2 separate regions of the Mus musculus genome follow, and region 1 is linked to region 2. The links are chromatin contacts, called in public HiChIP or PLAC-seq maps. All regions are on one chromosome and are shown on one strand. Each heading gives the region's core, a stretch centred on a gene start, on an enhancer-like site or on the middle of the called end of the contact. The rest is flanking DNA. Distances are from core to core; before and after follow the strand shown. Region 1 holds the start of Aipl1 (aryl hydrocarbon receptor-interacting protein-like 1). Region 2 has its middle 21 kb from the start of 9230020A06Rik.

Region 1 (3,150 bases), core at 418-2,917, 540 kb before region 2:
AGCATACGTAGGGTGGAGACCAGGACCAGAGACTTGAAGGTTAGGACAGGAGCTTAGAACAGATCTGAAGAGAGTGGGAAGTCATCTGGATTTGAAGAGAGGAACAGGTGACTGGAAATGTTTTCCAATGAGGCCTTGGAAACCTTTGAAGCTATGGTCTAAATAGACAGTGGACCAGTGTCCCCCACCCCCACCCCACCCCCCTTAGCAGTGAAGCCTGACCTCTGGAATCCCTTTGCTGTGTGCTATGACTCCCTGCAAAGTAAGATATGGAAACAGTAACCAAGGGTGAAGCATCCAGATGGGGCATGAAAGTCCTTTTCTGCCATTGTGCATCTAATCAGGAGAGAGAAATGTTCCAAAGAGAAACTGCATTATAAGGAGTCATTATACAGCAACTCACAGAGCACGCATCAGGTCGGGAGAATACAGCAGGGATCTCAGAGTCAGTACCTGACCCTGGTGTATGTGGCATGGCAGGCACTGTTTTCCCTGATGGTCCATTCTTCCTCAGTAACATGCTCCTTTAAGCTACTGTGTGGCTGGGGAGAGATGGAAGAGGAAAAAAGTGTCTACACCTCTCTAAGGCTGGGATGGAAACAGACCCGAGTGGGGCTGCTGGCACTCAGGGAGAGCTTTCTACAAAGCCAGGTTGCATCCTGTTTCTGACTGGTTAGCCTAGGTTTGTGGCCCTTTAAGGCAAGGACTTCTCATGGAAATCAAGACTTTTGAGGGTGCTGGATATCCCCAGGATTCTGGCCTTCCTGGAGAAGGGAAACGCCCAAGGCCATGAAGCCATTAATGTAGGAAGCTCTGGTTGGCTATTAGCCAGCTATAATGTCCCCTCATGGCAAGGTCTGTTACCTCTCTGTCAATGCCCAAAAGGGACTGTGGTGGTGGTGGTGTGATCAGAATCCTTCATTTATCTTAAGGCTCTGGGAAAGAAGCATGAAAATTTAAGCTGGCCACAAGGTGGCGCCAAACACCAAGCCGACACATTACGTTTTCTCCTCTAGTTCCCCAAGGGGGTTCAGTGGGCTCCACATAAGCTCTGCTTGTTTCTCTGAACCCAGGACAAAGGCCTTCTAAAGGACTGGGGAGAGCCCGACTCCTCAGCCAGATCTTAGAGTGGAGACAGAAGCTTGACACTAGGAATTTATCAATTTCCCCCAGAACTGGGGTAACTCTCTTAGTCACCCCAAAGTTAGAAACCTTCTCCCAGACCCCAGGAGGAGAGGAGCAGGGGAAAGTGGAGATGTTAAGGGTCAGAGACTGGGACAATGTCCGCACTACAGGTACAGGAAGGCAATGGTGGCTTTGGGCCTCCCTCCTTTTCCCCTCGGATGGCCCCAGCTGTCTACTGCTGCCTGCTTTCTTCTCTCCTTCCCCACAGAAACATCTGTGGACCTTTTTTTTTGAGGTGGCACAAAGGAAAACCTTGATGTAGTCACTATGGGTGTCAGACCGGGGATCTGCATCTGCTGAGAGATCCTGAGGAATGTGGACGGTGGGGTCTGTAGTGCCTAGACTACCTTCCTTCTGCCTTTCTTCCTTCTTCCCTCCCTGTCGGGGAATCCCCTGGGTGATGTCAGCTGCTGTCCTCCCCTCTGGTGGGATTATCTAGGCTTGCACAGGCCTCTTCCCAGGTATCAGCCAGATTGTTCCCTGCTTTGGTAGGATTATCTAGGCCTGAACAAACCTCTCCCCTACCTGCAGCATGGACGTCTCTCTACTCCTCAATGTGGAGGGTGTCAAGAAGACCATTCTGCATGGGGGGACGGGAGAGCTCCCCAGCTTCATCACTGGCTCTCGAGTGAGTATCTACGCCCAGATAGGACCCCGTGGTTCTTTTCTCTGTTTCAGTTGGGCCCAGGGCATTGCAGGTATCCCTTCCTACTGCAGCCAGGCAGGACCTTGCTGGACTTGCCTTTCCATTACCCAGGCTCCCTTGCTTTGGAGTTTATAGACAGGTCTTTTTGGTAGTTTTCAGGGTAGCTTTAGCTAAGAGGAGAGGTTAAGGAAAATTTCCAGAGCTCCAAATGTCAAGTTAGTAGGAAGGAACCTCAGGAGATATGGCGTTTGTCCTCTTGTGTTTGATGGGTCTCTCAGGGGTGGAGGAACACACTCCTGGACATTGGAGCTTATTGGAGAAGGAATTCCTGGCGCTTGGCTGTGAGAGATAGGCATAGGGTTTGCTGGAAAGGAATGGGTTTCTTGTAGGGACTTGTAGGTATTTCTTGAGGGGAGCTGAGGCATCTTATCTTGTGAGATGTGGGTGAACTGACCCCCAAGAACAGCCTCAGTAGCCTGCAGTGGTTGGGTGACACGGCTGCTGGAACTGGGGGAGATATGTCTACACCAAAGCCCTCTGTTCTGGGGACCAGGTGACCTTTCATTTCCGCACAATGAAGTGTGATGACGAGCGCACGGTGATCGATGACAGCAAGCAGGTGGGCCAGCCCATGAGCATCATCATCGGCAACATGTTCAAGCTGGAGGTGTGGGAGACGCTGCTGACCTCCATGCGGCTGGGCGAGGTGGCTGAGTTCTGGTGCGACACCATTGTAAGTAGTCTCGTGGCTCCCTCTGCACTCTGTTCCCTCACGCGCTTCCCAGAGCTGTCAGGGTTCAGGAAAGTTAGGGTAAAACAAGACACTGCAGGTGAAGACACCTCCATCCCTATTCTCTGCCATTACAAACATGGCACCCAGCCCTTCAGATAAAGCAGGCCTTAAAGTGACGTGGAGTATGTGGTTGGCGCAGGGGCTGTGGGAACATGTGGCCTCACATGGTAGGAGAGGGCCCCCCTTTCCTTTTTGCTCAGCATCGTAGATCCTGGAGACTCAAGCCACCGAGCACATCCTTCCCCTCCCCCATTCCTCCCAACTCTATGACTCAATTCATATTTATATCACATATGAAACATCTTTACAACTTCTTGTTTTGTGCTTGGGAGGGATAGGTATTTCTTAGAGAAACTGTCAAATATGCAAAAGTCAAGGAAAAAAACAAGTTGTGAGTTCCTGCCACCTATCAATGCATAATCCCCCCCCCTTGTATCCACCTCTGTCCAGGGAACTTTCTTCAGTATCCCACGTGGTATGGGCACATTTCAGACATCGTGCCAGCTCATGTAGACACACTAGAATT
Region 2 (3,380 bases), core at 63-2,562:
GAATAAACAGAGGTGAGGGGCAATGGCTGCCCACACTGGCCAAGTACAAAATGCCTCCAAATCATGTGCTTTAAAATGCATAAAGGATAGTTTTATGTGCTATGATTTTGCTCCAGTAAAATTAGGATTAAAGAAGGCACAGGATGGGGCATGGTGGGAGACTGAATTTGCTGAGCCCGTGGGGACCTCTGGCTTTGCCATAGGGGTCCTGAGGGATCTTCAGATGCTCATCCAGAGGAGTGATCTCACACTTTGAGGTTTCAGGTCACCAGAGGCCACAAAGAGAAAAGACTGGAGATCTCAGCAGTGGCAGTGAGAGCTGGGGACTAAGGTCACACAGGAGCACTTTAAGGGGTGTCAGAGGAGTGAGTAGGTAACTGGTAGGCGTATTTGGAGGACAGACCTGGACACTGAAGAAACACCTTGGACTAGAAAAGCCCCGTGAAAAGCTTGAGAAAGGCAAGGTTTCTATGTCTTCCAAAAGCCCTGCTTTCACATTTTTGGGAGTGGAATGTAGGAACATGAATGGGGTCCTTGTGCCCTTGTGCCTGATGTTTAGGATGTGTCCCATCGTCCTGTCACAGCAGCACATTCCAACAGAAGCGCCCATCTCAGAGCCTTCTGTTCCCTCCAGGGCCTTAGCAGGTCTGAACTTTAAAGACCCACTTTAATTAGCTCCATCTCGGTGTGCAGTGTTGGGCGTTATCTCCACCTCGGCTGGCTTCTTTCCTTTGCTTCTCTCCTATTGACTTCCAGAAACTCTGCCAGCCACATTGTGGCTCTGATTAGAGGTTCGTGAAAAGCAAAGCAGGCTTTCTGAAGCACAGAGCCCTTCCCCTGGAGAGAAGAATGAAGGCTGCAGTGTGGGTGCTGGGCTGACTGATCTGACAATCCAGGATGCCTCTCTGAATCCCCTAAACTAGCCCTAAGCCACACAAGCCCCTCCCTGACTCTGACTGTGACCTGAAGGAACTGGCATAAGATACTCCTATGTATCCTCCTATGTTGCAGCTGGTAAGGAGTAAGAAGAAACACGGCATCTAAATAGAGATCTTAAGCAGGCAGATAGTGGCCTAGGACAGAGAGGTACTAGGACAGGACACTGGATCGTGGCAGAGAAGAGACCCTAGTGTGCAAAACAAGCTAATCATTGTCAAAATGAAGCCCATATGCCAACATCCGCATCATCCATGTATCAGCTTCCCCGTGGCTTTGTCATTTCATGCACACACCCAGCAATTCATCCAGCCAGGCAGTTATCCCTTACCAAGTGCCTGGTCTGTGCTGGTAATGGTGCCTTCACTCAGCAGAATACAATGTGGGATGATCAAAACAGAAATAGACTAGAGTCATGTGACCAGCAGCCTCCAGCACCCAGAGGAACTAAAACATGTGTAGAATTTGAGATCAGACCAAACTTAAAAGGCCTGGAACCTTGGAAGTAGATGCTGACTGCAGACTGAAGATGGAGCCCCTGAGATATGGCCATAACCATCAGGGATATGGTGTGGCAAAAGACCCTAATAAGAACCCTTGCACAATTCACAAATGTACCAACAAAGAGCCTCCTGACTCCGCATCCGCCAAAAAGGATGGGACAGTTTTAGATCCCTGCTAGCTGGGCCCAGGACTATCCTGAGCTCTTTACTAAGAGCTGAGTCTGCAGTGGAGCAAGGGCTGAGCCCTAGATGAGAGTCTAGAAGAGCAGCAGAAATGGAGGTTCAGGGGTCTGAGGTTTAGGGCTCTCCATCTTAACTTAGATGATGCTGCGGCTTCATCCTATGGCCACTTATGGGGCATACAGACACAGCCAGGGACCAAATGTGGGTCTGAAAGCTAGTTGGGTTTTTTAGTTGTATTTATCAAAGATAGGATGGGTCAGTGCCTTAATTTGCTTAGCATTAAAAAAGGTCTAAAACCAAGGTGGACTTCAGTAGGAAGCTGCTAATTTAAATTTGTTAAAGACCTTAATATCCAGAGGCTGTTGTCTTCCCACAAGAGATGTGCTCAGGGGAAGAAGGGCCATTTCCCGAGTTCTAATGCACTCTGAATTATGTCCAGAATTCCCAGTCACTGGCTACAGCCATTTTAGAAGACACTGCAATATGTTTCACACCTCTGTGCTCATTGGGTTCTTGATACCAAGGAGATGAATTTAGAAGAACTGAGTCACTGGGAGCCCTCATTGGTGCTCTCCTGGGTCTTGGGGGTTCCCAACACTCCAGGGAGGAAAACAGAATGGGTCATTTAGTTGATGGCCCAACCAGAGTGACACTGGGATCTCCAAACTCCAGTCTCACTGTTCTGACCACTGTAGCATGCATCTCCTGGGGAAAGGGGTGAGTGAGAGTAGACTACATAGGACTTCAGTTACCAGCAGGAAGTCCTCAGCAGCAGAGCCAGGATGCAGTGGCTAAAACCTACCCTACCTCTTAAGGAGGTGAGTGGACCTCCACCTACTGTTCAATGGAGACTTGTATCCAGGAACTGGGTGGATTGGGGCATTCCCTGTCTCATACTTGGACAAAGCAGCATCCTCCATCTGGAAAGCTCTCTGGGGAGCTGGGAGGGGGCTGGAGATATGGCTTAAGGGTAAGAACACATAGTCTCTTAGTTCCTAGCACATACTTTCAAAAGCTCACAACTGCCTATAACTTCTGTTCTGGAGCTTCAATGCCCTCCTCTAGCCTACAAGGGCACCTGCACTCCCATGCACATACCCCAAACACACACACACACACACACACACACACACACGTATTTATTTAGAACTAAGTCTAAAAAAATAAAAGAAGAAAAGAAAGCTCTGATGAATTTAGTATAGTCAGGGATATCACTATTTCCCTATTAGAAATTTAATAGTATTTTTTCCCTTTGGTGCTCAGTATAAATTCTATCTTTTAAACTTCTTCAAGAATATCTGATGCAACTGGAAATAAGTAAAATCAGTCCCAGAAAGAAATACCATGTTTCCTCTCATTTGTGGGTCCTAGACTTTATGGATTCATAACATTACATATGTATAGATAATGGAAAGAAAGAGCCAAATTGCCTAGGGTAATAAAGGATACTAATGGGAGGAGGTGGGGAGGGGAGAGGAAATATAGTCAAAATATATATTTCATAAAAAAGGCCTTATATAACTCAGTATTATAAATTGCAAAGTGTTAAAACTTTTTGATGCTCCTTGTCTGTCTTCCAAGTACATGGTAAGCGTTTAATGTCCATTTGTAACTCTCCTAATCATGATCATTAGATCTAGGTATGAAGTTGAACACTGGCAGCACCACTCTTGCTCTCTATAGTCCAGCACCTGCAGCTAAGTGATCCCCCCCCCCAACCCCCGTGGTCTGCACATGGCAGAGAATCACTGACACAGG

What was found. HiChIP or PLAC-seq counts read pairs in DNA pulled down with a chosen protein or histone mark.
Region 1: an H3K27ac HiChIP or PLAC-seq map of SST interneurons shows a contact between it and region 2, with 5 times the contacts expected there. The contact joins the promoter of Aipl1 here to the enhancer-like site in region 2. A contact is called at or near these places in 6 of 39 promoter capture datasets (the HPC-7 cell line, cranial neural crest, embryonic stem cells and 2 more), 2 of 15 datasets of contacts at CTCF or cohesin (large pre-B cells and pro-B cells), 9 of 484 Hi-C or Micro-C datasets (cardiomyocytes, cerebellar granule neurons, cerebellum and 5 more) and 10 of 115 datasets of contacts at active chromatin or transcription factors (SST interneurons, differentiating embryonic stem cells, embryonic midbrain and 4 more).

The regions. Positions count from the first base shown.
Region 1 is chr11:72,036,026-72,039,175 of GRCm38.p6, reverse strand. Aipl1 (aryl hydrocarbon receptor-interacting protein-like 1) reads left to right here and starts at 1,667. Exons shown (of 6, transcript NM_053245.2): 1 at 1,667-1,813; 2 at 2,385-2,564. The coding sequence starts at 1,718.
Region 2 is chr11:71,493,788-71,497,167 of GRCm38.p6, reverse strand. No RefSeq gene overlaps it. Among named protein-coding and RNA genes, the nearest start is that of 9230020A06Rik, 21 kb to the left of the region's middle. Within about 2 kb of position 1,312, at least 5 of the 459 cell types and tissues checked have an H3K27ac peak or open chromatin away from gene starts, as enhancers often do. A contact at or near this core is called in SST interneurons, where this site is marked.